Linked DNA regions of Mus musculus: region 1 is linked to region 2. Evidence: chromatin contacts called from public HiCAR-type data. All regions are on one chromosome and are shown on one strand. Each heading gives the region's core, a stretch centred on a gene start, on an enhancer-like site or on the middle of the called end of the contact. The rest is flanking DNA. Distances are from core to core; before and after follow the strand shown. Region 1 overlaps Gm29927 (a long non-coding RNA gene). Region 2 has its middle 150 kb from the start of Gm41044.

The links. HiCAR-type assays count read pairs that join an accessible place to other places.
Region 1: a contact with region 2 is called in a HiCAR-type map of fibro-adipogenic progenitors, with 3 times the contacts expected there. The contact joins two enhancer-like sites. A contact is called at or near these places in 1 of 15 datasets of contacts at CTCF or cohesin (the NIH/3T3 cell line), 2 of 484 Hi-C or Micro-C datasets (embryonic fibroblasts and nephron progenitors) and 1 of 115 datasets of contacts at active chromatin or transcription factors (fibro-adipogenic progenitors).

Annotation. Positions count from the first base shown.
Region 1 is chr13:102,570,471-102,575,649 of GRCm38.p6, forward strand. All of the region lies in intron 1 of Gm29927 (a long non-coding RNA gene), which reads right to left. Among named protein-coding and RNA genes, the nearest start is that of Gm29927, 19 kb to the right of the region's middle. Within about 2 kb of position 3,056, at least 145 of the 459 cell types and tissues checked have an H3K27ac peak or open chromatin away from gene starts, as enhancers often do. A contact at or near this core is called in fibro-adipogenic progenitors, where this site is marked.
Region 2 is chr13:102,165,953-102,170,871 of GRCm38.p6, forward strand. No RefSeq gene overlaps it. Among named protein-coding and RNA genes, the nearest start is that of Gm41044, 150 kb to the left of the region's middle. Within about 2 kb of position 2,374, at least 7 of the 459 cell types and tissues checked have an H3K27ac peak or open chromatin away from gene starts, as enhancers often do. A contact at or near this core is called in fibro-adipogenic progenitors, where this site is marked.

The sequences.
Region 1 (5,179 bases), core at 1,806-4,305, 410 kb after region 2:
AGCTATGACTTCACCACCATAAGTAGGTTGCTTAAATGGATTATGAATGATGTAACTCTGGTGACATGACAAACCCAGAACACAAACCAAGACCTCAAGACAAAAGGCATGTAACAGTATATTTTCATCTTGTCACCTTGTGTTTAGATGACAAGCTTCATGGAAAAAAATACCAGATGTTCTAAGTGGAAAATTCATTGATTGAATCTATCCTCAGCATTGAAAAATGCATAACATGAAGATAAACACACTAGCCTGTGCCTTAACCAAAGACCATTTGAAACTTACTTATGTATGTAACAAATATTTATCAGTGATTGAGAGAATAGATTTTCCACATGTGTAACATGACATTTTATGGCTTAGAATTTCCAACAACCACTTACTACTCACTCTCCCAGTGCCGTGACATGTAACAGTGTGGATCTAATATTTTAGGAACTATTATTCCTGCTGCTAAAAGCTGAACACTTAAAAGCAGATGCCCCACCTCTACCACTTTACAGCATGTGTCACCACTAATAAAATCACTACTAAGGAACCTTTAAATGCTAAGTTCTCTTTCCTTTATTATTCTGCCTTCTGAGTTGCCTCTTTTACCTTGTCACAAAATTTCATTTGGATTATGAATTTCAACAAATGCATGGATAATTATAGAACTTGGGATGCAGACACAGTTGGATCTTTTGAGTCTGAGGCTAGACTGGTCTTCAGAATGAGTTCCAGAACAGCCAGGTCTACACACAGACAATCACTGTCTCAAAAAAGAAAGAAAGAAAAGAAGAAGAGGAGGAAAAGGAAGAGGAGGAGGAAGAGGAAGAGGAGGAAGAGGAGGAGGAGGAGGAGGAGGAGGAGGAAGAGGAGGAGGAGGAGGAGGAGGAGGAGAAGAAGAAGAAGAAGAAGAAGAAGAAGAAGAAGAAGAAGAAGAAGAAGAAGAAGAAGAAGAAGAAGAAGAAGAAGAAGAAAAGGAAGTTGTTGTCTAAGTCCCAGTCCAGTCCATTCAGGGAGCGGGTCTTAGCCTCTACACTGGAAGAGTCACATTTTCTGTTGTTGTCATAGCAGAAGTTATTTCATGTTGCTAAAACTCAGGGATGTGGCAGCTTAGCCCAGTCCTTGTCAACTTCCAGTGGAAGTTCTATTCCCTCCCTCCAATGACATAGGACATCCCAACAACTCTCTGTGCTTCTTATTTACTTCATGAAAAGCCAGAAGGGGCTGTGGTGTGCCACACACAACCAGACCATAGACAAACAAACTCCTCTTTCACAAAGAGAATCCTCTGTGCTAGCCAGATGGACCCAACTTTACCCAGGGAGACAAGCCAAGTTAAGGGCTGGGTTGCTGAGTGAACTTTCTCTGAGGCCTCAGTCACTCATCATCATGACTGAACATTCTGGGGTGCTTGGGGTGAGGTTGTGGTCCTCTCAGTAAAAAGTCCATTTATCCATTATCTCTCTCCTTCTCTCTCTCTCTCCCTGAATCCCCATCTTCATGTTCCCCAAATATTATACCTTCTCTGTAAAGTGCAAAGCATTTCTTTCCATGTGGCCCTCTGTCTCCAATATCATGAAGCTAATTGTATTCAGGTAAAACCATTCTCCCTTCATTACTCTTTTCCAGGAGAAGACTTCTACTGAGAGATAGCTATCCAACTGTCTACACAGTATATTAAGAATGTCAAATAAAGGAATCTCTCACCAAAACCATCCAGTCCCCTCTTTCCAGATATGTTATTCTTAATTCCTACATTGCATTCCATTAAGAAACCTGTAGATATATATATGAAAAGAAGCTGGATCAGGCCATGGGGTGTAAAGCCAAGGACAGAAATGATTGTATATTTCCTAGTCATTACATCTACATAGATTCATTGGCAGAAAGCCTGTTCCTGATGGATTGGATATAACTCAACTAAACCACCACTGATGAAAGTTCAACACTTGCTACATACAGGTCGCTGTGCCTGCTGATGGGAAGAAAAGAAAGCAGAGTGCTATGCCTCTACCCATAGACACACACTGGGACCTTATTATGACTTGTCTTGTTTCCTTTCTAATTGTAAATTATATTATAAAACCCTATGGGTTTCAAATATTATCATGAATTTCACTGTGCCTCACTCTGGGCACATTTTAAAATATCTAAATAGCTTTTATAAAGTTTTTTTTGCTATGTACAAAATATCTTCAGTAAATATATCATATGCAACATTACTTTCCATTTACTTAATGTAACATTCCAATAATTTTATATAGTAGTAATTTTATTTATCGTTGGACTCCAGGGTACCTATGGAAGGTAATAACTTCCTGCTTATTCAGCTAAAGACTTTGTTTTCTCTTTAACTGAGACTGCACAGCAGATGCAACCCCCGGTTAATGAGAAGCCAGAATTTACTTGAATATTACAGGTCATTAGTTGGGTGATTGTCTCACTATTACAGACTATTAAGAGGTTCTTTCTGTTTTCCTTCCTTTCTTTAGTTATCAACTCTATTCCTTAGAGCAACTATGTAGCTTTAGTTCTACTGTGGCAGATCCCTGCTAGAAAGACAACAACCAAGCAGTTAGTGGCTGTGTGTCCCTCTAGCCCATTAGAGCTGATCCTTTAAAGTTCTGTGTGGGAACTGGCTTGTTTGTGCTTCTATGTCCTCTGTTGTGTTCAAGGGTAACTGTTTCTCTGTGTAACGTTTCACATACTGCGTTTCCTTCTGTCTAAAACATTGCTCTAATTCTTAAAATTAGAAGTGACTTTTTCTGAAAGCTAGGAGAAGCAGCAGCTTAGCATGGTGGGGCATATGGCTTCTGACAGCCTTCTGACAAAGGGCACAGGCTCTGATCACAGGGCACAGGTCCCAAGAGGAAGTAGGAGGGATCAGGGGAATGTTACACCAGGCCAGCCCTACTTTTCTGCACAGAAAACCACAGACCTCCACACAAGAAAGGGAAATTCCCCAACCTCTGTGCCAGTTTCCAAACCATAGAAGATGGCCAGCCATTCTACACAAGCTGCAGTTTTCAACGGCCTTTTCAAGCATGCCTCACAGCTCTTGAATAAATCAGATCATCCTCAATTCCCAAAGAAAGTGGCTGAGTCACAGAGGCTTGGCAAGGTGGCTGGGGAAAGTCCCTTAGTGGGGGAGCTGAAGGCAGAAGGCAGAGCTCCCAACTCCTTGTCCTGGACAAGGGGAAAGAGGCCACCCTGCCTCTTTATTATGTCCATCAGGGAACAGAAAACCAATTGTGACCCCCTAAGTCTCACAAAAGAGCAGTTCACTGCACTGCCAACAGTGGGCTCTGAATAAACGAAGCCTTGTGCTAAAAGTCTGCTGATCACAGTGCTCTGCTCCAAAGCCCAGAGCACCCTGACAGGATGGCCAGGCCGCAACAACTCAATTGCCTGGTTGGTGGGCAGTCCGCTAGTGCACGGCTTGCCAGGGAAGGGGGAGTCAGTAGGTCAGCCATTGAGGCCATGTTCTAGAAGAAGATGGAAACAAAGCATGCAGAAAGCCTTTTCTTGTGAGCGAGTTAACCCTTGCTTCTGAGTCACATATTTGGACTCGTTGGAGGCTTACAAGCAATGTTGGCACACCTGCTGACATAGGCTCAAGAGGTTGAACATATTTTGTCTTAACATGCATGTAGGTTTGGGGCTATACTAATGATGCCCATGAGACCATGAACTGGACAAGGAATTCCCAGGAATATTCTAAAAAAAAAAAAAAAAAGCCAAGAACTCAGCTCTTAAATGCTCTCAAGTCTGTATTTTACCTCAAACAATATAAGGAGAAGGAAGCAGACACATTAAGATAAATTGCCCAAATTGGCTAAATTTCACTGTAATAACAACTCTAAAACCATAGTAACCAAGCAATTCTTATTTCTTATCATCTGTTGATAGAATGGCTCTGTTTATAAGAGTCAAATCCCCATTTTACATATTCTCAAGAGAGAAGGGACAGCTCTGCAGGGTCTCTCGCTGACATAAAATAATACAACTTTTAAGAGTGACACATGTCATTTTGCTCAAAATCCATTGGCCAAATCTACTTGTATTGTCCTTTTCAATCTTTTTTATTAGATATTTTCTTTATTTACATTTCAAATGTTGTCCCCCTTCCTGGTCTCCCTCCAAAATCCCCCCTTATCCCCTCTTCCCTCCCCCTGCTCACCAACCCACCCATTCCCACTTCCTGGCCCTGGCATTCCCCTATACTGGGGCATAGAGCCTTCACAGAACCAAGAGGCTCTCCTAGCATTGATGACCGAGTAGGCCATCCTCTGCTACATATGCAGCTGGAGCCATGAGTCCTACCATGTGTACTCTTTGGTTGGTGGTTTAGTCCCAGGGAGCTCTGGGGGTACTGATTAGTTCAAATTGTTGTTCCTCTTATGAAGCTATAAACCCCTTCAACTTCTTGGGTCCTTTCTCTAGCTCCTTCATTGGGGACCCTGTTCTCAGTCCAATGGATGGCTGTGAGCATCTCCTTCTGTATTTGTCAGGCACTGGCAGAGCCTCTCAGGGAACAGTTATATCAGTCACCTGTCAGCAAGCTCTTGTTGGCCTCCACAATAGTGTCTGAGTACCAGAGGACCAAACAATACCACTCCTGGGCATAAACCCAGAAGATGCTCCAACAGGTAATAAGGACACATGTTCTACTATGCTCATAGCAGCCTTATTTATAATAGCCAGAAGCTGGAAAGAACCCAGATCTCCCTCAACAGAGGAATGGATACAGAAAATGTGTACATTTACATAATGGAGTACTACTCAGCTATTAAAAATGATGGATTTATGAAAATCTTAGGCAAATGGATGGATCTGGAGGATATCATCCTGAGTGAGGTAACCTAATCACAAAAGAACACACATGATACGAACTCAGTGATAAGTGGATATTAGCCCAGAAGCTCGGGAAACAATTCGCAAAACACATGAAATTCAAGGAGAAGGAAGATCAAAGTGTGGATACTTCTGTCCTTCTTAGAAGGGGGAACAAAATACCCATGGAAGGAGTTACAGAGACAAAGTGTGGAGCAGAGACTGAAGGAAGGGCCATCTAGAGACTGCCCAACCTGGGGATTCATCCCATGTCCTCAATCTTAAGGGGACTGAGACATGCAGGCCAGGCATCTATCCACAAGAGAAAGCCGAAGTGCTAGTAGCAGGCAGTGGG
Region 2 (4,919 bases), core at 1,124-3,623:
AATCGAACGTCCCCTGTTGGCTTATGTGTTTTAGCAGTTGGTCCCTAGCTAATGATGTTGTTTGGGAGACTGAAACCTTCAGCAAATGAGATGTAGATAATTGTCTGGACCAAGATCTGTACTTGGTAATTGGTATTTTAGAGCAAGCAGCCGCTTCACACTGCCATTGTCATGGAACTATCCCCCTATCACCGTGCCTTCGCCACTATGGTGGGCTGTATTCCCCCATACTGTGAACCAACACAAATCCTTGCCTCCTTAAGGTGCTTCCATTAAGTGTTTCATGACAGCAGTCAGAAAAGTAAGGAACACATGTTCATCTTCTACTACCCCCACTTGCTATTATTCATTGTGCTGCCATAAAATAGATAATTCTCGGCTGTTATAGTGAGAAAGCAAGAACTTGTACGTCCTGACTCTGTGTTTCTGGATTATTTCAGGCAACATAATGTTCTCTAGCTCTATTTATTTTAACAAAAATGGCAGGATTATGCTTTTTTGTGTGTGTTTGTGTGTAATATATATTCATTATATATAGTAATATGTAATATCTTACAAATATATACAAATATACCTATTACATTCATGTGTGATATATGCATATATGATATATGTGATATATGCATATATATGATATGTGATATATATGCATATATATTCATTTTATATTCATTTGCTGGTGAGAACCAAGCTAACTCTGCATCTTAGCTACTGAGATTAGTGCTACAACTAAAAATAAGTATACAGGACTCTCTTTTGTATGCTAATTAAATTTGTCTGAGTATATACCTGGAAGCTAGATAACTAGGTCATGGGGTAGACCATTTTTAGTTTTTGAGGCCACCTCCATAATGTTTTCCACAGCGGCTATATAATTTACATTCCCATCAACTGTATGTAAAAAAAACCTCCCTTTCCTCCTCATTCTGCCAACACTTGTGGTTTGTGGGGTTCTGCTAGTGTCCATTCTCACTCGGGTTTGACAGTATTACCTCATTGGTTTTTGCTCTAGCTGTCCCTGGTCACCAATGACTTGGCTTCTCTACTCAATCTTTGAATTGACAGCTTACCTATTCTTTCAGCACAACGAGTAAATCTTAATTATCTGGGGAGAGTTCTTTGAGATTGCCAATTTTCTCTCATCCTTTGGTACTTCATCTGTACCCCTATATCTCACATTTCTTTGTTAATTATCCTTTTGGTATTTAGACTATTTCCTTATTAAGAAATAGTTAATGTTGTTATTGTTGTTGTTTTTGTTGTTTTCAACAACTCCCCAATACTACACACTTGAGTGAATTTCATTCAAGTTGATGCTTAGAAAAATCTCTCAAAGCAGATCAATGGCACCAGTCCAGGTCTAATTCAAGAAAAGCAAGCTGGGTGAAGACAATGCAGTCTGGGTGCACAGGTCTCTGACTCTTTGACTCCCCTATTTATAATGTGTGTCATGCTTCCTGCTTACTTCCCTCACAGCCAAAGGATTGTGTGCCTTCCTCTGCAGAGATGAGCGTGGCTCAAGGCACGTAGTAAATTCCCACTGATGACTTGATTGATTTTAAAGTCACCAAACTACTTCAGAGCCTCCAGTGTTCTCTCCATTGTTGGCTTTATTACACTTGTATTCTTCTTCCTAACTCAGAGAGGCCCTTTCAGTCTTACACTGGGAATAAAATGTTGTGTGTATAGTGAAAGAAGATGTAAATGCAACTGCAAGTCCATGTGTGCTCCCATCCTTCCTCAGGATGTAAGTGGTAGAGTCCATGAATTGATGAACTCAACACTAAGTACGTGTGTTTTACTTATTATGAAATATGCCCTTTGACTAAGAGAGAATTAAATGTCAAGAATCCTTGAGCCCCTGTATGTTGTTTTCAAAACATCGTGTCAGCTCATGGCTGCCTGGATAAAATTTTGCTAGCACCAGAAGGAAAAATATGTTCACCAGAGCATTTGTCTTCATTTCTGTAGTGGAAACTGAAATATTCAAAGGGCACTGACAGCTCAAGTCCAGTGCGAGACGGTGAGTTTCCTTACATAAAAAAATAAAATCATCAATATTGAAAAAGAAAACAATGATGTTGATTGGATTCCATGTTTAATTCCAGTGTACTGCTACGTGCTTTATGAGAGATGGGGGAGGGGAGGAGGAAGAGGAGGAGGAGGAGGAGGAGGAGGAGGAGGAAGAGGAGGGGAGAGAGAAAGAGGGACACACACACAGAGAGAGAGAGAGAGAGAGAGAGAGAGAGAGAGAGAGAGAGAGAGAGAGAGAGAACATGATTATCATCACTTAGCAGCCAGCAAATGTGTCTTGAGGAGACGACAGGATTAATTCTTCACAGCTTGAGCTGAGCTGATCTGGAATGAAGTGGACTGATGAAGGTTTACACAATATGAGCCCAAGTACAGTCTCCTCCCATCACACATCCTTTGAGCCTTAGAGGTGCTTGTTTTGTTTTGTTTTTTAGTTTTGGTAAAGAATCCACAAGCGTATTGCTGGTAGTTTCTCTACAATAATAATGCATTCAGTGTTGAGAGCTATTCCAATCAAACCTATAGAGACACATACTTTTATTTAAAATACCATCACTGCCAAGTGAAGGGCAAGAGTTTTGGAGCCTGATGACTTTCTCAAACTTCTGAGCATTCCTTTTAATGAGTTTGGAAAATGAACCTCGTCCTTGCTTGGCCTGTAAAGAGTTTAGAGGGAGCGGTCAGTTTGAAAGAATGTTCTGTAAGGCTTCAGAAACTTAATGAATCTGTTGCTTGAACCCTAAGACATTTGGCAACTATTTTTCTTTCTTCTGAGCCACAGAGAAGAAGACAGTGTCCATCAATTGGAAGAAGTTGGGGCACATTGGGCACAATTATCATCAGGGACCATTCCCACTCCTCTGACTGGAACTCACGTTTTTTGGCATGTTTGACTTCTGAGGACTCTAGCCAGATTCCAAGAGGATAGTATTTTCCACTGGCTCAATTCATCAGCCAACTGGCAGAAACCATCTAGGACCATTAGCAAATAAATAAAGAGTTCTATTATCTTTTGATTAATGTAAAAATAGTGAAAATAGAAACTGGGAGTCAATGACAGATCAGAGACATTATAAGGCAGAGATTAATAAATTGCTCCAGACACTCAGAAAGACCTGAAAATTGCAAGATATTGCAGATGGGATTCCACAGAGAATGAAAAATCCAGTACAATTAGTGGTGCTGTTTCTTTCTGATTGCTATTAAACTCATATGTCAGAGAAAAGGGGAACAGGATACAAAAGGAAGCATCAAAGTAATTAAAAGAACATCATAATATCTAGTAGCTTGGAAGAAACAACATTTGCCACTGTACCACAGATTATTTAAAACATGCCAATAAGGAATGGGGAAATAGCTCACAGGTTAAGAGCACTGAATGATCTTCCAGAAGATCTGGGTTTGATTTCCAGCACCCACATAGCAAGTTACTACCATTTATATCCCCTATTCCAAGGGGATCCAATGCCTGCTTCTGGTGTCTATTTAACCCTGTACACACATGATGCACAGAGACATGCAGGCAAAGCACCCACACAAATTATTAAAAAAAAAAAAACTAAAATTAAATCATCTCAAAATCACACTCAATAATATTGAGTGGGAGGAGAGTAAGACTAAAAGCAATTTTCCAATGTTCTTCTTATTAAAAGGGGAATTTATATGGCCATTGAAAACTTGTTCTCCTTAGTCTATAGGGGTGGCAGAAAAGAGCCTTACCTTACCTTATCTTACCTGTTTTCATTTGCCATCTATCTTCATATATTTCTTTCTCATGACATAACAGTGCACATAATCTAGAGAATGTATGAGTTGATAAACAGACTTGGCTTCTGGAACTAAGATCCATGGAGACCACAGTAGCTTGAAAGGCCTCTCATTTCATGGAGCAGTTTGCACATGATGTCCGGGACACGGACTCATAAGATTTAGCCACCTAACTCTCTCCCCACTGAACTCTTTTGTTGCTTTTCCTAACCTGTGGCGGCCTCAGTATGGTCTCCTAATCCTGTCTTTCACCAATGCCAGAGTCTTTAGCCATTACCTTATAAAGCATTGAGTAGCGTGAGCCCTCCAAGATGGTGCTCTTCCATCAGTGTCTTCCTTCCTTTGTGTCTTCATTCCATCCTCTTGCTCCACGCTCACACTTACCAAAAAGCGCTAGATTTCTAATCCTTCCCCAAGGTTCTTCTTTATGGAAGAGCAGCATGATGTGGTCTGGATGTTTGTGTTCCCTCAAATCCACATGCTCGTTTTTTTTTTTTTCTCTAAGGTTAATCTAGATCATAAAATGTATTCCTTGAGCCAATAGAGTTAGAGAACTTCCTATTTCGCCGTTTCTCTCATTCTTTCTTTTTTTTCCCCCAATGACACACTATTTTCCATGTGACCCTTATACAAAGTCAAATGCTTGGGGTCTCTTGCTTTTTTATTTGCTGGCAGCGTTAAACCTGTGAGTTAGGCGAGCTTGTTTTCCTTAAATGACCGATGAAATCAATACAAGCCAGGTTGCTGATTGGAAGGGATTTTTCTCAGGACCCTGTCACCATCCCGAATAGACTGAAGTCACAGCCAGAAATAAGAAGTATAAACATTGATGCTCAGCAAGTGAGCTTCTGACCCATGCAGGTGTTTGCCTGTCTCACACTGTTTTCTCAAAGCTCCAGTCTTCCAGTGAGTGTTTATATTGTATGATTCATTAAGACCTTCTGCTGAAGTGATGCTGAAGATAGCAGGAGTGGATAAAGGAGCAGAAAAGGCAAATCTTCTCAGACCTGACATTTGGCATCCCTGCAAAACACTGAAAACGTCAGTGTGGATGGGGAACGGTGAGCAAGGGAGACTGATGGGGGAGAAGTCAGGGAGATAGCAAAGAGGAAGCAAGT